6 separate regions of the Mus musculus genome follow, and regions 1, 2, 3, 4 and 5 are each linked to region 6. The links are chromatin contacts, called in public Hi-C, HiChIP or PLAC-seq and Micro-C maps. All regions are on one chromosome and are shown on one strand. Each heading gives the region's core, a stretch centred on a gene start, on an enhancer-like site or on the middle of the called end of the contact. The rest is flanking DNA. Distances are from core to core; before and after follow the strand shown. Region 1 has its middle 170 kb from the start of Gm51424. Region 2 has its middle 120 kb from the start of Gm34799. Region 3 has its middle 120 kb from the start of 6530411M01Rik. Region 4 has its middle 45 kb from the start of Gm34972. Region 5 overlaps Gm51424 (a long non-coding RNA gene). Region 6 overlaps 4930452A19Rik (RIKEN cDNA 4930452A19 gene).

The links. A called contact is a pair of places that touch in the nucleus more often than the background predicts. HiChIP or PLAC-seq counts read pairs in DNA pulled down with a chosen protein or histone mark.
Region 1: a contact with region 6 is called in a Hi-C map of myocytes, with 2.8 times the contacts expected there. The contact joins two enhancer-like sites. A contact is called at or near these places in 2 of 484 Hi-C or Micro-C datasets (embryonic fibroblasts and myocytes), 1 of 115 datasets of contacts at active chromatin or transcription factors (embryonic basal ganglia) and 1 of 9 other capture datasets (embryonic stem cells).
Region 2: a contact with region 6 is called in a Hi-C map of myocytes, with 6 times the contacts expected there. The contact joins two enhancer-like sites. A contact is called at or near these places in 7 of 484 Hi-C or Micro-C datasets (the C2C12 cell line, the N1E-115 cell line, bone marrow-derived macrophages and 4 more) and 5 of 115 datasets of contacts at active chromatin or transcription factors (bone marrow-derived macrophages, differentiating embryonic stem cells, heart atrium and 2 more).
Region 3: a contact with region 6 is called in an H3K27ac HiChIP or PLAC-seq map of SST interneurons, with 6 times the contacts expected there. The contact joins two enhancer-like sites. A contact is called at or near these places in 5 of 484 Hi-C or Micro-C datasets (cerebral cortex and embryonic stem cells) and 1 of 115 datasets of contacts at active chromatin or transcription factors (SST interneurons).
Region 4: a Micro-C map of muscle stem cells shows a contact between it and region 6, with 4 times the contacts expected there. The contact joins two enhancer-like sites. A contact is called at or near these places in 60 of 484 Hi-C or Micro-C datasets (B cells, the C2C12 cell line, the HL-1 cell line and 31 more), 16 of 115 datasets of contacts at active chromatin or transcription factors (astrocytes, bone marrow-derived macrophages, cardiomyocytes and 11 more) and 1 of 9 other capture datasets (embryonic stem cells).
Region 5: a contact with region 6 is called in a Hi-C map of cerebral cortex, with 4 times the contacts expected there. The contact joins two enhancer-like sites. A contact is called at or near these places in 1 of 39 promoter capture datasets (hippocampal neurons), 12 of 484 Hi-C or Micro-C datasets (cerebellum, cerebral cortex, cortical glia and 7 more) and 6 of 115 datasets of contacts at active chromatin or transcription factors (SST interneurons, VIP interneurons, embryonic basal ganglia and 3 more).

What each region holds. Positions count from the first base shown.
Region 1 is chr17:9,405,731-9,409,116 of GRCm38.p6, forward strand. No RefSeq gene overlaps it. Among named protein-coding and RNA genes, the nearest start is that of Gm51424, 170 kb to the right of the region's middle. Within about 2 kb of position 2,136, at least 12 of the 459 cell types and tissues checked have an H3K27ac peak or open chromatin away from gene starts, as enhancers often do. A contact at or near this core is called in myocytes, where this site is marked.
Region 2 is chr17:10,023,862-10,027,111 of GRCm38.p6, forward strand. No RefSeq gene overlaps it. Among named protein-coding and RNA genes, the nearest start is that of Gm34799, 120 kb to the left of the region's middle. Within about 2 kb of position 1,645, at least 15 of the 459 cell types and tissues checked have an H3K27ac peak or open chromatin away from gene starts, as enhancers often do. A contact at or near this core is called in myocytes, where this site is marked.
Region 3 is chr17:9,290,665-9,293,947 of GRCm38.p6, forward strand. No RefSeq gene overlaps it. Among named protein-coding and RNA genes, the nearest start is that of 6530411M01Rik, 120 kb to the left of the region's middle. Within about 2 kb of position 1,582, at least 8 of the 459 cell types and tissues checked have an H3K27ac peak or open chromatin away from gene starts, as enhancers often do. A contact at or near this core is called in SST interneurons and cerebral cortex, where this site is marked.
Region 4 is chr17:10,189,207-10,192,934 of GRCm38.p6, forward strand. No RefSeq gene overlaps it. Among named protein-coding and RNA genes, the nearest start is that of Gm34972, 45 kb to the left of the region's middle. Within about 2 kb of position 2,070, at least 4 of the 459 cell types and tissues checked have an H3K27ac peak or open chromatin away from gene starts, as enhancers often do. A contact at or near this core is called in muscle stem cells, where this site is marked.
Region 5 is chr17:9,427,076-9,430,579 of GRCm38.p6, forward strand. The region is part of intron 3 of Gm51424 (a long non-coding RNA gene); the gene reads right to left. Among named protein-coding and RNA genes, the nearest start is that of Gm51424, 150 kb to the right of the region's middle. Within about 2 kb of position 1,541, at least 28 of the 459 cell types and tissues checked have an H3K27ac peak or open chromatin away from gene starts, as enhancers often do. A contact at or near this core is called in SST interneurons, VIP interneurons, cerebral cortex and 4 more, where this site is marked.
Region 6 is chr17:9,757,825-9,761,196 of GRCm38.p6, forward strand. All of the region lies in intron 3 of 4930452A19Rik (RIKEN cDNA 4930452A19 gene), which reads right to left. Among named protein-coding and RNA genes, the nearest start is that of 4930452A19Rik, 16 kb to the right of the region's middle. Within about 2 kb of position 1,782, at least 47 of the 459 cell types and tissues checked have an H3K27ac peak or open chromatin away from gene starts, as enhancers often do. A contact at or near this core is called in SST interneurons, VIP interneurons, cerebral cortex and 6 more, where this site is marked.

The sequences.
Region 1 (3,386 bases), core at 886-3,385, 350 kb before region 6:
TTGTCATTATATATATATATATATATATATATATAATACATATATATAGTTTATCAGTTAATATGATATATAGTTTAAGTAAGAACCTTTAAGAAGTATTCTAAAGCCTATTTAGAAAAAAACTTAGTGTCTGCATATCATATATACTTTAATATTTCCAGTGAATTTTATAAACTAAAGAAAATACATCTTTGTCCTAATCATTCGCCATTCATCTACTAATTAATTTAGGAAACATCTGAACATTGATTATGAGCTAATTGCAATGTCAAGTTTTTTCCTTAGAATATAAAGATATATAAGGGACTTGCCTTCAAACACATGCAGTCAACAGCTAAATATAGCATCCTTTTGAATGATATATGTTTCTTTTTGATTTATAAGCTTACATGTATGAGTGTTCTTCTGCACGTACATATGTATACCGTGTACATGCAGTGCCTAAAGGCCTGTGGAGGTCAGAAGAAGGCATTGGACCCCTTGGAGCTGTAGTTATGGGAAACCGTAGTCATGGGTAGTTGTGAGCCAACATGTGGGTGATGGGTACCAAACCTGCTCAAGCCTTGAGAGCTCTTATAAACCTCCGATCTCTCCATCCCTTATTTAACTTCTTAGTTGACAAAGATTGTAATCTCTGTATGATGCCAAGGGATGAGCCACACTCTAGCCAGCCCCACAGCCAACTCTAACTTGCCTGTTACTTGAATTGATAGTGAACTTTCTTCATCTAACATGTTTGAAAACAGTCACCTTTCAGGGCACAGTCATGCAAGGACCATAGCAAACATCATGGCAGCACTATGTAATAGTTATAGATTAATGAACAACATTAAATATCCAGGCCATTTATTCTGAGGAAGAGGGAAAAATTAATCACGAAGGCAGCGCTCCAGAACCACATTAATTCTGTGCTCGAGTGAATATATTTATTTGAATACATTTTTAAAAGGCCATACATCTTGCAAGCATAAGAAAAATTGAAGGAAACTTCCTGCCTTAGTTGATTTCACATTATGGTGAACTTCACATAATTAGCTCACCGGAGACGAGAACTCCTAGTGATACAAATGACAAGGATGGTGGCAAGATTTCTTGAGGGCAACATACTCTTGGTTACCCAGCAAAGGGACCCTGTACCCACTGAAGCCTCCTCTTTGGGTTCAGTATGCAAACTATTCTGAGATTTTAGTTCGCCTATTTGGGAATGTGTTCTGAGTAAGGGATCTTACAATGGTCGCTTTCTGCTTCTATGGCCAATTAAACAAATGAAATGCCTACACACTCATGTGCAAGATATGTGGAACATGAAATTGGAGCCATTTCACACTCAGTCAACCCAAGGAAGGTCAAGACGAAAATGCTCGCCACATTTCATATTTAATACAACTCTGCCCTTCTGCAGGCAGACGACCTGCCAGTGCATCCACGGAACAAAATTTGCTCAGTATCTAGAACCCTGCCAGAGATAAGTGCGGGCTGTCTTCCAAGTTGTGGCTTTAAGAAAATCCTATTATCTGATTATGTAACTAAGCAAAGCTAAACCCTGAGATTAGCATCATATCAAAGATAGGAAATTGCAAGAGAGCTCAGCAATGAAAAATACCAGGCAGGAAAAGCCCGGTTTCTCTGTTTTGCAGGAATACAAATTTCATCACAGAATGTCCCATAATTCTCTAATCTGTAGAGTGAATGTCAGTTATTCATATCATTTTGACAAAGCACTAAAATAATCTTTGAAATTGGAATGGCATGTGTCCTTTAAAAGCCCACTGAGATGGTTCCTAAAAATAGTTTACCAAGCAACAGAATCGAATTGTTAGGGAATTGCTCCTTAATGCGTCAGAGAGTTGATTCCTGTGGCACTTCAGCTAGCCAAAGTAATAAACATACCATGACAATTTTTTTTTCTCCACGAGTTGTTCTTGCAACTCTCACGAGTTCATCCCACCCAGGAGTATTATAACAGTATGTGCTTACCGGCACCCGGAGCCACAGGAGAGGCAGTGTGCTCTGATAGTTGGTTAAATGTACTCAAAAGGAGTCAGCAATTACAATTAATCCCTCTGATGCCTGCCGCTGCTGTGCCTATTTCCGGAGTATGAGTGTCACTGGAGTGTTTGGAGTACAAGGAGATTTTAGATTCCAACAACAAGTGGCTGAGCACCCTCTCCCAACCAGCTGCAGAGCCTCCCTCCTCCCTCCCAAAGCAGGGGAGGGAATGCTGACAAAAGAATTTTATATCAGTCTAATTGAAATAACAACAAAATTACCATTCAGGAGAAGGACAAGCTGCTAAAATTAAATCATCCCTGGGAAAATGTGCACCCGACGAAACCATCAAGGCAAATGATCAAAATGATCTCGGGTTCTGGAGAAGACCTGTGTGCCACGTGACATTGGACCTGTTTTAGTTTTACTGTCCATAGGTTGTTTTCTGGAAGCTCCCAAGAGCTCTCCCTTACTGCACATACACACTACTACCTGCTTTTCTCAGTAGGTGTGAAGCAGGGAGAGAAGGTGTTGATATTTTATGCAACTGAATTTCTGGCCGGAGATGTATGTAGCTCAATGGTGGGGCATTCACTGGACATGCAGGAGGCACTGAATTTGATCCCCAGCTTTGAAGAAAAAAAGAAGTAAATTCCACTGCAACCTAAGTTTGAAACTTTCATTCTTGTTACTACCATGTTGTTTTTAGCATTTTCTAATCTATTCTTTATGAAACTCCTAGTAGAACATTGCTAGGTTGTATACTGAGAAAGTACAGACAGAAGCTGATGGCCTTAAAAAGGTGAGAAGATGAGCCAGCTAGGAATGTACTAATTTAACTATAAATATAAATACTACTATACTAATTTAAACTAATTTAAAGAACTGCTAAATGCCAAGAGTGGACTAGCATATGGATATAGAAACTTGAGCACTTCAGAGGCTCTCTTAGCATGTGCCTGGAAGCTTGTCTCACAGGTGAATCTAGATCCCACCAAGTTGACAGTATCTGCAGTTTCAAGTCTCCACTGGGGACAGGAATATATTAGAACAAAACTCTAGTAGTTAAATAGGAACCTACTATATTATCTTCACGGGCAAATGGAGACTTATGAAACAGCTGTGAGCTAAGGGACTCCAAAGCCGAACTGTAATTCACAAGAATCATGAGCTGTGTCATCATCAGAAAACTTAGTGTGAAAAGGTTGACATCTGGGAATCTATGTGCCCTTGAGGGCCAGTTTCAGGCAGAGGCCTTGACATGTGGCATTTGAATCTCAATTGCAAGGATATGGACGAGTTGTAACAGCTGGCACGTCTTTAAGACCAGTTGATAGGGCAGAGCTGGGAATAACACCTCTGACAAGAAATATAATCACCTGGAACAGACAGGGTTA
Region 2 (3,250 bases), core at 395-2,894, 270 kb after region 6:
TTAAACATTTCACTTTTCTTCATTTTTAGCTCTGGCTCTTAAATGTGTTCTTCGTTTAGTCACAATGAATGTTGCCTTGCATGGATAAGTCAAAGGCCATGCCCTCAAAGAATTGTGTCCTGTATTAAAGTCTGTATGTTTGTGTACTTGTGTGTGTGTGTGTTTGTGTATATGCATGTGTATATATGAACATGTATATATGCTTGTGTGCATGTGTATGTTTGTGTGTGCGTGTGTATGTGCATGTGTGCATTGTGTGTGAATACATGTGTTTGTATATGTGCACATGTAGGGAGTATTTGGGGCCTATGGTGTGTGTATGTATGTGTATATGTGGGCGTTTGTGTATGCACATGTGTGTTCATGCACATGGATGGACTGTGTATGTAAAAGTGCATGTGTATATGTTTGTGGGCATATGTGTTCATGTATATGTCTGGATATCTGTATGTGCATATATGCATGTGTGTGTATACATGTGTGTGTGCTTTCATGTACCCTATTCTTCATATCCTTACACAGTTTCTCAAAGCAGAGGAGACAATGCCTTCTTTATTCATCTGACTTCACAAAGTCACCTTCACATCTGACACTGATCTCTAAGAAACAGCTGTCTGGGTGCATGCCTGCCAACCCAGCTACTGAAGAGACTGGAACAAGAGGACCACTTGAGCCCACAAACTAGGCACCAGCCCAGGCAACTAACAAGGCCCTGACTCCATCCCCTCAAGAACCTGTTTCTGATATAGATCATTATTCTTTCCTTTAACAAAACCCATATGTAGAAACTATCACTGCTCAGTATTGGATCCCCACCCAGGGATAGTAATTGGCTAGACACAGGAGACTGGAGGCATTGACCTTGTGGACTCTGGAACTAGCAACAATATGAAAATGGCACCCTGGCACCTCAGGTGGGACTAAATTGTCACCGACAAGGTCTGTGTTTATAATCCGTACTGAAAAGAGACTCTGGGGAGTGTGCAGATGGCTCACTTGGGAAAGCGTTTGCCACATAAGCATAAGGAGCTGTGTTCTATCCCTGGCACCCACCTAAGAGAACACACCTTAACGGTGGTCATGGAGAACCTCAGTACTGGGAAAGAAGAGATACCAGCATCCTGGAGCTTGCTGGCCAGTCTATCCAACTCCAGGTTCAGTGAGAAACACTGTCTTAGCATAGCAATAAGCTGGTAGAAAAAACGACTGAGAAACCAACCAATGCTATGCTCCAGCCTCCACACTCAGGTGCATTTGCACATGTACACACACACATGAGAGAGAGAGACAGAGAGACAGAGAAAGAGAGACTCTGAAGTTGGCATCCTAAGCCATTCCTTATGGAAGTCAACAGCTGAAATGTCCACATAACCAGATTCCGCCATGGAGCCAACAATTTGCTCTGGTTGGAAATCTAAGCTGTGGCAACAGCTGTTCTGCCCCTCACCCTAGTGTGGAGCTTTTCACACAAATGGCCCTCACAGCTGGGGTGTGGAACCATCTATTCTTTCAAGGCAGTTGTTCCCCCAAAGAAGTATTTGTTCTGTGTGCCCCACATTTTCCAGAGCACAAGACCAGGATGGCTGGAATCACTGTGCTGTTAGAGACAGAGGCACCAGGCAGCTGTCAGCCCAGGACCTGCATGAGTCTCGGCCCAGAGGATATCAGCTTCCTCGCAGCTGTCCGTACCCAAAACCCCACAGGCCCTCGGTGTAATTCTCATATGTGTGCTATTAAAAAAACAAAACCTTCTATGAGACAGAGATCCACACCAGGCTATCTGCCTCCCTATAGCTGTGAGAGCAGAGAGCCCGAGTCTGAACAGACTTTGCAAAACTGCTTCCTCATCCAAGCAGAAAGGTTAAATTCAATAGGAAAACATCATGCTAGCCCAAGTTGGTGTTTCTCTCAGGTTCTAAAGGAGTTCAGCAAGCGCCAGGTTTTCTCCTACCTCAGTATCCACACAGCAGCTGAGTACACTGTAAATTGCAAATACTCCTCTTTGAAAAACAAAGGAACAGGGTGGCCAGTTCTGTACATGGGAAAGAGCAATGTATAGGATGTCATACAAGCGTTTGGGATCAACAGCTACTTCAGCACAAAGGGAGAGAGGTTCTTGTTTGTTTGAGGCCTGGTAATTATAGGTGACCTTCAAAGAGGGGAATGGTCCAATAGGGGACCGCATCTCTCCTGAAGAGAATGCCAGTTCAGCAAAATGAGCTCCTTGGGGAAACCTCTGAGCTGGTGACACTGGCTCAAGTTTAATTTCACAAGAACCATGTAGTGATATAAATTGATGTTTCTCTAGAGAAATTCTGGGTTGTTGTTGTTGTTGTTGTTTTTATTCAGAGTCTTTAAAGGTATTATCTTTCAACTGTTGCCACTGGCTCTCTAAAGGTCTCTAATGGTTACATTGATAACAAGGGGACCACCCAAAAGTAACAGCCTAGACAGGAAGCCATGGAAGAGAACTAGTACAAATTGTGATAAGAGTACCAAAGTGTAGATCTCTGAAATTGATGGCTTTTGATAGGGGAGTGGGTGGGGGAAGGACTCAGCTTTCTTTAAGGGGCTGGCCACTGGGAGCTTGACCATGCTCCAGTGAGTATATGGGTAACACAAATTGGATGACCTTCTTCTTCTCTCCTCCTCCTCTTCTTCCTCCTCCTCCTTCTTCTTCTGGTGAGGGAGTTAACAGGGTGGAGGACAGACCTTGGAGGACTGGGAAGTGAGTATGATAGGGGAAGATAATATGAAATTCCCATCTAATCAATAAAAACAATATGTTGGGAAAAGAATGAAAAAAAAAAAAGGAATTTCTAGGCACTGAGTCACTCCCATGTCCTGAAAAACAAAAGAAAGTCAACCACAACATGTCCAAAAGAGGGAACAAGAGGGTCGAGAGGCCCAAGGAACTTCTAATGCCATCAGTGGTGATCAGAAGAAAAGTGTTCATACTGCAGTTGAATGGACATAGGACCTTAGTCTGAGAGTGAGTAAGTGCTCCCAGGCCAGTTGTTGCTATGCAGGATTCTCTTCTCCCTTCAACTGAACTGGAAACACTTGCTACCACATGTCCTAGCTCAAACCCACCTGCTATGGACATGAGACAGGAGAGCAGGGAAAGAGTGCCCACCAGTAACTGAGGGACAGAAGAACTGGCTTGTTGCCACAGCTCCACAGGGTCCACATTTGTGCCTCCTTTCAACAGATAACAAACTGAAATGACTCTGACCCAAGTTCATCTCCT
Region 3 (3,283 bases), core at 332-2,831, 470 kb before region 6:
CTTACTGTTTGGTTTCAAACCCAGGACAATGGACTGGGATGCATATTTTGCATATCAGAGCAGACATGGCTTCCGGGTTCTCCCAGCATCACTCAGTCCCTACCTGGCATACCCTGCTCCCCAGCCCTGAAATGTCCAACCTAGAGGCTGGGCTGCCCTTCCCCCAGAGGCTCTTCCCTATATAATCCAGCCATTTTAGTTTTTCCCTATCTGCCCTCTCGCTGCACAAGGGCTGGGGCTCACTCTTTGTCTCTTCCCCCACCCCCTCCCCTCTCTCTCCCTTCCCACAGTGACTTCCCTGGCCTCTTTCCTTAGGGCCAGTGAACTCACCAGCCCAGAGCAGTTTCCCAAGAAACCTGCATTTAATATACTCGAATCTGGCTTGAATTGGCTCATTTCATCGGTGGAGAAATAACTTATCACTCACTTCTAGCTTTGCATGGGCTGATGTGTGGACATGGATTCATTTACACACACAACTCTTCCATATCATGCACTTATTACAACTTTCCCCTGAGCATCCTGAGAGTCTCATTATTGCGATGTCTAAGGAAACATCTCTTTTCAACTTATTTTTGTCACTATATTTTGAATATTCCCATTTCTCTGTCTACAGTGGCACACAGAGATGTCTCATTATCTGCCTTGTTTAGGCAGTGATTAACACATCATTAACATAGGAAGAGTTGGGAAAATTGCTAAAGACTGTTGAAAAGTGTAGTAACTGTTAATAGTCACCAACTGTTCATAAGGCACTTAGCTTAATTTGTTAGGAACCATAGTGTTTGGAGCATCACCAATTTGGATGACATTTTGCCAGCAGTAATGGCCCTTTTGCTCTTAGGCTTGTGACTGGTGTCCACCCGGGGTCAGGAAGGATTTTTCCCCATGCTAAGGCTTTATGGTTGGGGGCATCATAGGGGTCTTTTGCTTTCTTCCATAACATCTGGCACCAGCTACTGCTATGCACAGATCTCCTAACTCAATGGGCCATTCCTTTTCCTGCAGAAAGCTTTGTCAATTTTAAAAGAGCACTCAGGGGTGTCTATAATTGAGGCCATGTGTTATCAATTAGAGAGGAGAGAGAAATTAGTTTTTTCTTAGCTCATTCCCAGCTCCCATGAGGAGACTTTTGTCCTAAAATAAACGTAGCACGATCTGAGGCTGTCAGGTCAAGGGCCTCCGCTGACCTTTGGTGACCTTGCCAGATTCCCATGAAGTTACCCTTGTGTCCCCGGAATGGGTAGGCCAAAGATTTCCTGCACCTAAGTGTCACCCAGACACACAGCACCTACCTCTTCCAGAGGCACAGCAAGCAGCTGCTGCTTTGTATAATTTTAGGAGTGCTAAGCAGTTTCCTCTGGCCCTAAATAATTCCTCCTTCCTAACTTTAGCAGCTCATTTCCAATGTGAAATTACTTTCCAATTTCAAGAATCCTTTGCTGCCGTGTCCAGAGAGTAACATCTTGGGAAAACTCACTTTTGGTCTGATGAGGACTATTTATACTGAATAAGCCCAGTCCTGGAGATTTCTAGTGCATAGCACCTGGGTGCGTGTTGAAGGGTAAAAGGGAATTAAAAGGATGCATGGGATCTCACTGCATGGGGGCAGGGAAGATGGAGCGGGAAACCAATGAAGGGCACGGTACCCTTCTGCTGTAAGAATTGGCAGCCGAGTAGAGAACTTAGGGCTCAGTAGGCTCTGGGATCCACAATCAGTTTCTTCTACAGAGCAGCATGGCCCATTGCCCACTGTGTTTCTGTGAAAATCTGCTCCTGATACCACCCCTCTCCTCTTACCGTCTCCCAGAAGCACTGTCAGTCCTTCCATATGCCCTGTGGCTCCATCTCCATTGTCCCACTTTACACTGGCCCAGATGGACTCGCCCCCACTTTTCAGTTCCAGCATTCTGCTGTTTTTAGAGAACGGAACTCTGTTTTCCTAAATGCACGTAATAGTACCCAACACACAGTGTGAGCACGGTAAAACACTTCTGGAAAGGAGGCCTTTATAAATGTGCTGTTTTGCTATTTAAAATATTGTTTTGATGCACTGCTAGTGTTTCAATAGTTAACTTAGGTATGTAGACAGTATATGACATGTTGACTGATAAGAAATCAGAAGCCCCTGGGCACACCACAGTAATCCCTGGACTGTGTAGATGGCTGTGTGAAGACCTCATGAACTAACATAATGGTTTACATTGAATGAGCCTGTCTGATCTTGCTCTTCTAGAGGACTGTGCCACAAGGGACTGGGCCTGTTACAAATACCCACAGAATACCTGGTTGGAACAGTATGTTTCTAACTGTGAAGTTACAACATTGAATGGCACAAGCACAGCCTTCCTGAAGCTTCTATTCCAATAGGAAGAAAACGTAGGAAATTAAATATATTCTGCCAGATAGCACTGAAGAATATGAAGAGGCCTAAGCAAAGAGAGTCCTGGGATAGGACATTCCATCAGGGTTCAGCTCTTCAGTGGAGCTTTGGAAGTAATTTCATCCTACAGGTTGCATAGAATGGAAGATGCCACAGACTGTGGCTTCAGAAGGCAGTGCATTCTTCACATACCAACAAGGTGAGCATACTCAAACTAGTGCACCCACCTTCCTCTTCAGAAAAAGGCACTCCATGGAAAGGAACCCCTGACACTCTGTAATGCCTGCCTCTTGTGGAGTGAAGGCTTAGCATCATCGGTTACTACCTATAACATTATGGTTGTAATAGAATCTCAGACTTTAAAGAGCAACAAGAAGGCAGGAGTAACAGATGCAGGGAGCGACAAGATACACTGACTTGGAAAGGATAGGCCCAAGAGAGCATGCTGCTTCAGGGAAGGGAGGTCATGGTAGAGGAGTTACATTTACCTTTTCTGGAGAGACAGGAACAAATACTGATTTGCTCCAGATTGGGTGCAAATCAATGACTAACCAACATAAGAAACCCAGCCCTGTTGGTTAGAATAGAAATGCCATCCATAGGCTCAGACATTTGAAACTCTGTCCCTAGTTGGTGGTGCTCTTCAGAAGGTTTAGAAGGTGTGGCTTTACTGGTGGAAGTCCGACTCTGAGGGTGGGCTTTAATAATATGTAGCTTTGTCCCACTTCCTGTTGACCTCTGTTGTGGGTTGTGATGTGATCTCTCAGCTTCCTGCTCCTGCTGCCGCGCCTTCTTGCTGCTGTGGCTTCCTGCCATGATGAACTCTTATCACCCTAAAACCCCTAGGTTCTTATGCTGGTTGGTTTTGCCATCTTGACACAAACTCAGACATGGGAAAAA
Region 4 (3,728 bases), core at 820-3,319, 430 kb after region 6:
CAGGGTTGCACACACCAGCTAGGAGATGTTTGTACATGGGGCTCTGACCAGATCAAATTAACAAGCATTCATGTGGATCTGTGGGCAGAAGCACTGACATTTGTATGATGCTCATAGAGCCATGATCATAGACACACACAGGCTGCAAGCACAGCCACAAACATGTGGCCCAAGGTGGCCCACAGTTCCTCAGCCCCTTCTTCTGCTCCCAAAACATAGTTCCTCACTGTCACCCTCCCTGTTGGCAGCAGGATCTCCACAGAGGTTGCCTGTCCATCTCCGCACCAGTGGATTGGACAATGAACTGACGTTTTCTAAGCAGCCTCTGCTCCACCCTTGATTAGACACTATCTTTAATTAAAACGCCTCATCAGAACTCAGAGCCAATTTCATCCTGGCTTTCCTAAGTGCTCTGTACAAAACATTAACTCTGGAATCTCATTACACACTTTCAACCCCTGTGACAAACATAAATGATAATTCAGCTCTAATGCCTTCTTGAGCAAGCCACATTTTCAGAGGCTCATGGATAATAGGAACACACTGAGGGGAGCATCTCTCTCTTCTCTCTCTCTCTCTCTCTCTCTCTCTCTCTCTCTCTCTCTCTCTCTCTCTCTCTCTCTCAGCTGGTGTTACAGCAGTCTCATCACCAAGTATGAATCTTGCTGGCCTCAGATGATGCTCATATGGCAGCTAGAACTCTACTTTAATGAAGTTCTTCATGAGTTAGGAGACTTGGGCTACCAACAGAATGTTGGTAGGCAACCATCAGCTGGGCGAGTGGAAGAGGACTGAGAGATGCTTGGCTCCCTTCACTCAGAGGCACATCCTGGAGTGCATTGTGTTAATGGAGACTGGGAAGGATTAGCAACTTCTTAGCCTGAGGATTTGATTAACAGGTCTTTAGAAGGTCTATGGCTCTAAGGTTGACACCATCATTGAGTTCAATGATCTTACCCTGCCAGCTACACACTTGGTGTCACTGGTCATACCCATGCCCTTCCTCATTAAGACCGGAAAGCACTGTTTCACACTCTGTGATCCCCTTCTCTCCAAGGTATGGTGACAGAACCACCTAAGAGCACCCACCCTTCCATTCCTCTATAGCCCGAGGATCAAATGCTGTACTTGAACAGGGATCCTCTGTGCTAATCACATGTTCAGAGCCATACCTGTAGAGCCAGACAGAAAAACGAGGAGGCTGAGGCTAAAAGTAAGGAGGCTGTGGGATAAAGAACAGGCCAGGATAAAATCAAAATTGCTACTGAGGAAACCCCAAGGAGTCAGATCTTGACAATCACTCTAACAGGGTTCAGGAGGCTGGAGCTGTTGGAAGATTTTTATACAATCTCAGCACCCTTAGTTCAATTATAGCTTCATCATTCATTCTCAAACTACAGCAGACACAAGGGCCTTCCTGGGCCCTGGCTGGCCACAAGAGGCAAATATAGTATTCCAGAAGCACTGGTCAGTGAGAATATAATTTAATAAAAGCCAAATAGCTATTGGTCTCCTTCAGACAGTAATTTCCCACCATGCTTCACTTCTGTCTCTGTAATATCCATCTCCCACTTGGCTGCAACCATTGCTGTAAACAGCTTCAGAGCTCTGGCCCCCCTGACCTCCCCTCTCTATAGTGGGTATGAAGCCCACTGTCTAATATGAGGATTCTAGGCTATCAACCTTTGAACTTTAGTTTTCTGCCTATGAGAATTAAAAAAAAAAATTGTCATTCTTATTTACTTGTGAGGTTGTCCTACTTAGCTCTGGCTTTCAAATTGACACAGCCCAGAGTCACCCGAGAGTCTCAACTGAGGAACTGCCAAGATCAGATTGGCTTGTGGTCACATCTGTGAGAGACTGTCTTCCAACCCCCAGTGGGTGGTGTCATCCCTAGGCAGGTGGGCCTGGGATATATCAGAAAGCAAGCTGAGCATGTATAAAGAACAAGCCAGGAAACAGCATTCTTCCATAGTCTCTGATTCATTTCCTGTCCTGACTTCTGTGACCTGGAAATGTAAGCCAAACAAACCCTGTCCTCTTTGTAGTGGTTTAAATGATGGCGTCCCCACACACAATTACATGCTTAAATACTTGGTCCCCAGTTAGTGTTTGGGAGGTGTCAGGAGATGCGGCCTTGCTAGAGGAGGTGTGTCACTGGGGTTGGGCTTTGAGGTTCCAAAAGACTTGTGTGATTCCCAGTTAGCTCTCTCTCCTTTGTAGGTGTGGCTCAAGATGTGAGTTCTCAGCTGCTCCATCACTCTGCCACGATGGACTCAAATTCTCTGAAACTGTAAGCCAAATTAAATGATGTCTTTTATAAAGTTGCTTTAGTCATGGTGTTTTATCACAGCAATGGGAAAATACCTAAGATTATTCTCATATCGTTTTTAGTTAGAGTGTTCCGTCAACGTCAACAGAATGAAACTAGGACAAATGTCAAACAGAAAAACAACAACAACAACAACAACAACAACAATGGAACGATGGTTGTGTACTATAAAGGGCTACAAAATGTGATAAATTCCTAAATCTCTGTAGATGACAAAAACCAAACTTGTGATATTAAAGAAGAAGAGGAGTAGCAAGAAAGCCCACCCTTCCAGGAACAAAGCACAGCCTGCTACATAGGAAGACACCAATCTGCCTGCCGTCTGGACCACACTTAGAGATCTCTATTTCATGCTACAGAAGGGTGCTATTCAGTTTCCTCCTCAGGTGAGAGAAACGGGGCACTGACTACAACCATTCTACAAACACTCATAAGCAGCAGCCAGCCTTTCGTGGATAGCCACCGTGTAGACACGAAGAGCCTCATGCCAGCACCAGAAGAACATCAGTGTGCCATGATTAATAATTATTTTCATCAAGGCCCAAATTAGAAACTAAGTATGTGCTATGGCTTGACTATGAAATGCCTCCACGGGTCAACTGTTTGGACACTTGGTTCCCCGTTGGTGGCTAGGCTTTCAGAGACTGTGGGACCTTTGGGAGGGAGAGTCTAGCTGGAAGAAATGGGTCACTGGAGGTCAGAGATCAGGCCTTGACTCCTCATTTAAGCTTAATCTCAGTGTTTCTTGGATGTGTGTACAATTGTGGAAGAAGCCTTCCCTGATGTATACCACTGTACCTCCTGAGTAACCCCTCCCCTCTCCCACACTATTTCTGTCAGGAATTTGGTCCCAAGGACTTGAAAAGCTACTAAGAAAATACATTTCTGTTCATTTTAAGTACACAAAAAGAACATAAACCAGTACAACGGGTAGGTACTGATATAATAAAAGACACTCACCTGAACAAGACATATATACTCTAGCTCTTCTCTCTTATGAAAAGTATGTTTATTGGAATGAAGATGGGGTGGAGGCTTAGGGAAGGGGAAAGAGGTTGAGCCTCGCAAACAGACATCTTCCGCATCCCAAGAAGCCAGTTGCCGTGCACTAGGCAGGGGACAGCAATCTGACCGTGCCAAGTTGTCCTCCTGTACTAAGGGTACCCATTCTCTAGGGCAGACACACGTTGTTACTTGTTGGGAGTGGGCCTGTTAAAGGGTTCATGATCTGCATAATACCAACATCTTAACCGCCATCCTCATGAAAGCAACTGTTCCCTTCTCAAATAACTTCTCTGAAGAGGTCACTGGCTTAAGATGAAGTATTTTTTCCCCTTAATTCCCAGGAAAATTGGGACAAAGACAGTACAGTGATATTTCATAAAGTGTAATTGAG
Region 5 (3,504 bases), core at 291-2,790, 330 kb before region 6:
TGTCTTGGGCATCCCTCCTGTTGTATTTGACAGAGGGTTCTGTATTGACTTCCTGTAATGTGTATGTCCTTGGATTGTCCAGTGTAGGTGAACTTGTACTTTTTTTGTCGTTGGAAGCCCACTAAATTAGCCTTCTCTGTGTTCTAGGCATTATTGGAAGCCCCTGGATGAATGGATTCAGTTGATGCTCACAGCAATCCTGCTAAGTAATTACTCTGATCTCCCTTCTGCGGTTAAACAGGGAGATCACACAATTCCCCAGAGAAGTGGGAGAGCTAAGGCAAATCTATCCATGCAGAACGGTGTAGATCCTTAGCGGAAATGCCTTCTGCTATCTCATTCCGCCCTTTCTTTTCTATCTTGTTATCCAATGGCTCGCTGTACCGTATAACTCAACTCCTTACCAAGCATATCCATCCATCTCACAGCCCGGCCACTTGCTTCATGACGTCTGTTTTGTTCTTTGAGACGGGGTCTTCTATGTAGTCTAATCTGGTCTCACAATTTGCCGCGAGCCTTCTGCTTCTGTGCCCTCCATGCTGGGTTCACAGATGCCTACCACCACACCCGGTAGTCCCAAAAGCGCTAAATTTAAAGTTAGGCTGTTGTAAACCCAAATGGCGTCCTGAATGGTATTCCCTCTCAAATCTGTTCTTCCTCACCATGGGCGTGGGACTCTGCCTTCTACAGCACTGCCTAAATTAGACAGCAGGCACCAGCATCAGCCTATCGGCTTCTCCTTCCCAGACTTTACATCACTCTGTCACCTGGTGCAATGATTCTACCGCCTAAATGTCTCCCAAGAACACCCTCTCCTGTAACTTTGAGAACTGCACCTCGGTCTGGGTTTGGTTTTTTTTTTTTTTTTTTTGGGGGGGGGGGAGGGTGTTGGACGCAGGAGGGACCTCTTAGTTTTTCCAGCATCCCAGAGGATGCGGGTGGTTGCCGGTTGCCACAGGCTCTGGTTCTGTTTGAACATCTGACTCTAGAGTGGCAAAGCAGCTTCCTTTACTTAAACTTTCCATTTCAACCTCCTGAATAGAGGACTCTGTCTACTGCTTAACCAACTACAGTTACGTTCCTCACTGTGCTCACAGTACATTTCCTTCTGCTTTGGTCTCAGTTGATAATATGTGCCCAATATTTTAGTAAATTATATCATTCATTGCCAAGTACTTCAACATCAAGCTAGGTCCATTTATTGTCTTCCTTGCTTGTGCTTGTTTCTGCTGTGCTCTCCTCTACGAGGGACGATCTTTGTTTTGTTTGTTTTGCTGGTTTTTGTTTTTGTTTTTCTGAGCATGTGCTAACAGTATCTATGAGACTTTTGAATACCCTACTCTGTGGTTGGTTTCTTCCACACAGCCTACCCCTGTTTTGCCTTAATGGAGGTCTCCAGTGTGCTTCCTGTGTTCATGAATCTTATGTGACAGTTCCTACAGATCCAAAAGCTGGTCTGCTGGAAGGTCTGGAGAAGGCTCGGAGCCACAGCACGCTCTGGCCTGCAGAGGGCGTGACTGCTCTTCCTCCAGGGCAGCATTTCAGCATCTTTTGTGCTTGCTGTGGATCATCCCAGGCTTCATAATTTGGCTAATTAGCCCTGACTCCAAGCATCTTCTAGCATCCTGAGCCAACAGCTGCAGTTTTTGTGTGAACAATAAAACTAGGCTTAACGATGCGAATTGTGAAAAGACAACACTGGACACCCTTTACTGATACTCAGCCAGTGTCGTCATCCCTCCCAGGGTCTGCAAGGAAAACTCTCCCAGACCAGAGAACAGCCTGAAATGACCCACTATAAATTCCTCTGCAGAAGCGTGTATTCATCTTAATATGCTCTCCCCAGACTGCCACAGCTAGATGTCATTTGCATCTGAAATTTACCTTCCTTCTCTTCCCTGAGTCCAGCCCTGCTTCTCTTTAAGGACTTGGCTGTTAAAAATTGAAATTACCAGACATGCTGTATTTTGAATTTATGCCAGAGCTCCTTAGGCAAATGCTTTCTGCATTCCCAAGCAAGAAGAGAGAGAGCATAGTTTTCCCAACTGTCTTTGTCAGATATTCTCCTTTGCTCCTGACTTTTGTGACAAGATCCTTCTATCTGCGGGAGCTGTGCAAAATCATGGTATAAACTCCATCACCCAGGAGGTTCCTTCTCTTGTGATAAATCAGTCTCATGGAAAAAAAAAAAAAGAGTCCTTCATGGACAGTGAATGCATGATGCATGGCCTGTCATCACTGACTTGTTACCTCCGTCTGCAGGGCCTTCTGTAATGATCTAGTTACTGCGGGGTACGTCCTAAGCCTCACCTGGGCCATGCCTGGAAGGCCCATCTTTCTGGGGAATTATCAGACCAGACACAGAAGGTAGGGACTGCTGGTGGAGACATGGCCACTCAAGTTATTCAAAAAGATAAATGTTCTACCTACTGACTCTGTCATTGCATGCTAGCCAATCATGTAACACACATGAAGGACTATGCTCTGTCTTACGAGGAAAGATGTTAGCCATTTCAGTCCTGTGAAATGGTTCTCACTTGAATCAGCCTTGTTGACTTAACTCACCCTGTTCTCTGGACCCAGCTGAGTCTCAGTTCACTGCACACATGAAACACTGACATGTAGAACATGACAGAGAAGCTTTCACATGCCACAACATCCTAAAATGAGGCTACTGTTTTCATTTTTTTTTCCAGAGTATTGAAAGCAGGCCAAAAAATTGTCATAGTTTATAAACCAGAGAAACAAGTATGGACACTCATTTCATCTCTCTGGGGACAGCAGCATCTGCAGTAGACATGCATGTTCTATAAGAGATATTTGTGATGCCAGCAGGCATGTAGAATCTCCACTGTGCCACAATTCACTATGGAAGGATCACTAAATTTTACATGAATGTTTTTGCCAAAGACACAATACTTTCCTTAGGATTTAAATTCGAATTTAAATAGCTGTGACATCGTGGGCAGCTAGGTGAACTTGTGGGCAACTAGTATCAACTCTAATACAACAAGGCATATGTGAAAACCTAAGGACAACTTCTTCCTGTCCTTTATAGTCAAACATTTATTTTCTTGGGTGAATTCACTTTACCTGTGTCCTACGTAGGAATTGCTTGATCAGTATTGATAGAAAATCAGGGTGTCTGCTACTTTTAAACTTTACGTATGGTTTAAAATCTGCATCAGGTAACCAGACTCTTGGGAAGGACAGTTTCCTGTGGCAAACGCATGCATGGGAAGCCATAGCACATGGCTGTCTGCAGAAGGAAGCAAAGATGCTGAACAACGGATGACACCTGAGACACACACACTGACCCGTCCAGCAGGTCCAGTTATTTGAGGGTCTCGAGGGGACCTCCTCCTAAGAACCAAATGGGGGGTAGAGAGAGACGAGGGTCTTGTACGAGTAATGACACGGAAACCGTTCTGAAGTTGTATCAAGACCCCAAAATGTATTAGCCAGGCCCAAGGTTTAAATACACAAGCAAAAGGGGAAGTGCCT
Region 6 (3,372 bases), core at 532-3,031:
TCAGCTCCCCCACATCATTAAAGGCCTGCTTTCCTTACAGGAGTCTCTGAGGGTAGTACCATCCTTCTCTGTAGACACCTGTCTTCCAGGAGCTGGGCTTGAGCCTGAAGCTCATCTCTCACATGGCCACTTGCAGCTTGCCAAGATAGCTGGGGTCAAGATTTAGTCAGCCTTCTACAAATAAAGCATACCCTGACCCAACCATGGAAGCACCCATGAGCTAAGCCTCTGGTTTCCAACAGTTGCATCAGCCATTATCGCACACGCACAAACGCATGCACACACTCAGAGAGAGAGAGAGAGAGAGAGAGAGAGAGAGAGAGCTGGCACTCAGTGGGCAAAGGATTCACTGGCCCTCATTGAGCAAGGGATCTGCATGGCAGCAACACCTTTTCCTAACTTTCCAAACCCAAGTTAACTTCCCTTTGTCAAAATTGTGAAGCATTAATGTGCCCAAATGAAAGGTCAGAGGTATAGACTTGTGTCCTGGCCTCATTTCCAGTAAGAATGGTCTACATGGAGTAAGGGAGGCTTACAGCTTTACCTAGGCCAGTCCCGAAGATGAAGGCACAGATGGGTGGGTATTGGCTGTGGACCATTCATTCAATGGTCCAGTAAAAACAGTGGAGCCAGGCTCTGAACCAAGAGGTCCCATGCTTACCCACCCCAAACTGCCCCTTCCCATACCCTCACCCTATTCCCTAACAAAGATCCTTTAAGTTATGTCTAACAGAAAACCCCTTATTCTTTAGTAAGAAAAAAAGCAACTAAATAGAAAAAAAAATTAAAATTACCCGCAGAGCAACCAGTTTCTGACCCTTTCCTCTGCTGCAGAGAGCTATAGCCTTCCTTTGCAATAAACTTAACTTGCTTACTTTTCTTTAAAAATATATACAAATTCGCAGCAGTGGCAGCAGCACTCTGAGGACCCAACCCCTGTGGCTCAACATGAGGGCAGTGATGCTGGCTGCTTAGTTTGGCTCACCTGGGCTGCTATGGTGTCTGTGGATATTTGAGAACTGTGTGGCTGAAACACACAAGAGAGAAATGTTAGTGATGTCCATGAACTTTTCTAACACAGCTGTTAGAAATCAGCAACCTGGATGGCTTAGGACTGGTGCCAGACATAGCATCAGAGATAGTTGGTCCCTCACCTTCTACTCTTGGACTTCTCATTAAAGTAGACTGCCACCATAGCTCACGCTGCTACTGATCACTGGGGAAACTAAGGCAGGCAATCATTTAAAGCTGAGCCCCATCTGCATTCCCGGATGAGGTCCAGGCCAGAGTCGGCTCATGTTGTCTTCAAAATAAAACAAACAAAAAGACAAGATGTCCCAACCCAACCTCAAAGGTAAGTGGCCCCTAAGGTCCCTGGCAGAAATTTTGACTAGCATTCAGAGATGGGAGCATAAAAACACCAGAGTTCCCAGGACCCCACATTCTGGGTTTAGAATCAGGGTGGATCCAGTTGCCCTCACATGTGGTATAGAAACAGGCTCATCAGAAATCTCCTTAGGCAGATGATGAACTTATAAACCAAGGAGGGGTATGTGGGAGGGTTTGGCAAGAAAAGTGAGAAATGATGTAATTATATTATAATCTCAAAAAACAAAAAAAAACAAAAAACAAAAAAAACCCTGTAATAAAAAACGTTCTGGTTGGGGACCCCTGGGCCACTAGGGGGAGCCAGGGGAATGATATCGGAGGGCTCTTGGGGTTGGGGGGGGGGGTTACCAGATCTGAGGAAGAACTTGGGAACCACTACCACAGTGATTTTGTTACACTGAAAGGCACACAGCCCTCTCTGAGGCTCTCTGGAATCAATCCGATGTGTGTGGTACGGAGAGAGGTGCTCACTGAGGATGCTGGCCCTTCCTGAGACCCGCAGCCTCAGGTCTGGGCAGCCAGAGTCACACATGGCTGAGCATCAAGGACACAGAGGCAACCAGGGCGGGCTATTCTCAGAGTGTTGGAATGGAGGTGACAGGTCACATCAGGGTGGCGTTCAGAGCAGTGAAGGACTTGGGGCTTGAAACCTTAGCCATAACTAGGCTGTCTCTGAAAATTTTGGACTCATCTGAGAGGGGGGTGCAGCAGCTACACAGAATGGGGGAGGGACTCTTGGTTACAGTCATTCCCATAGGACATTTCATGTCTCCAGGGCAGCAAACATCACAGCCTGGAGTTACCACCAGCCACAATACTGAAGAGAAAGACCACAGACTTTAGCCCATCTAGCAGCTGCCCTCACCCTTTTTATTTTTTTTCTCAAAGGAAAAGTGCTGACACCATTTTCCAAGCCTTAATTATACATAAAAGCTCTCTCTTTAGTCAAAGAAAAGCTGAATGTAAACTCAAAACCATATTGACGTTATTGACCCACCGTGGCCCCACATGAGCCTTACATCTGCCTGCCAATATGACAGAAACTGGTAGGCGAAGGACACAAATGTCCCGTGTCCTTGACAGACAGACAGCCTTCGTTTCCACATCAGCAGATTCTGTCTTTGTGGATTTGTGAGGAGGAAGAGAATAGGGCTCCTGATAGAAGCTTGGCGTACAACTCCCCAGCATCCTTCAAGTGATAAGCAAAAGCTTCCATGGCTCACCACTCTCTGCCTAGACAAATTCTAAATATGGATCTGCACATATGTACAGATTAGACTGAGCACACAGGAGCAAAGCAAGCTGGCCATCCGTCCCTCCTGTCCCCTCCCTCTGTAGGAATCTGGCTGGGGATGTAGGTTTGAGTTCACAGTACTGACGATCTCAGAGTCCAGCTGAGCATAGCACAGGAAATCAACATGCCTGCATCTGAACTAACTGCATTCTGCTTCATTGCCCTGCTTGCCAACAAATGTTTATGCTCTTATTGCCTAAGGTCCTATGATTCAAAAGGGGGCCCATATATTCTACCATAGCATCTCCAGTGCATTAGTACTTAATGGCCATGGGCCGTGGAGCGACACTGTTTAACCAAGGTTACTCTTTTTTTTTTTTTTTAACCTCAGTGCTATTTTGGTCTTGAGTGTGCTTCTGGCCTTTGTGGTTTTATGGAAATTCAGTGTCCTTCAAAGGAGAGGAAAGAGTGATGTACACCCAGAAGAAATCTGGTTTCTCAGCTCAGGCCTTGGAGAAGCTGGGAAGACAATATTCTGAGCTGCTCAGCAGCTGTTTCTGGCTTCTGTATGGTCTATCTGTCCTCCAGTCACTAGTGGAATTGCCATCTTAGTCCCATTTAGGGATCTGCTGTTCTCTGTGGCTTCAATCTCAAAATATTCTGTGACCGAGTATCCCCAACACTGCCCAAGAAACCCACACGATAACTCATAATGAAGAAGGTTATTCAGTTCCATTCACTGTTAGAGA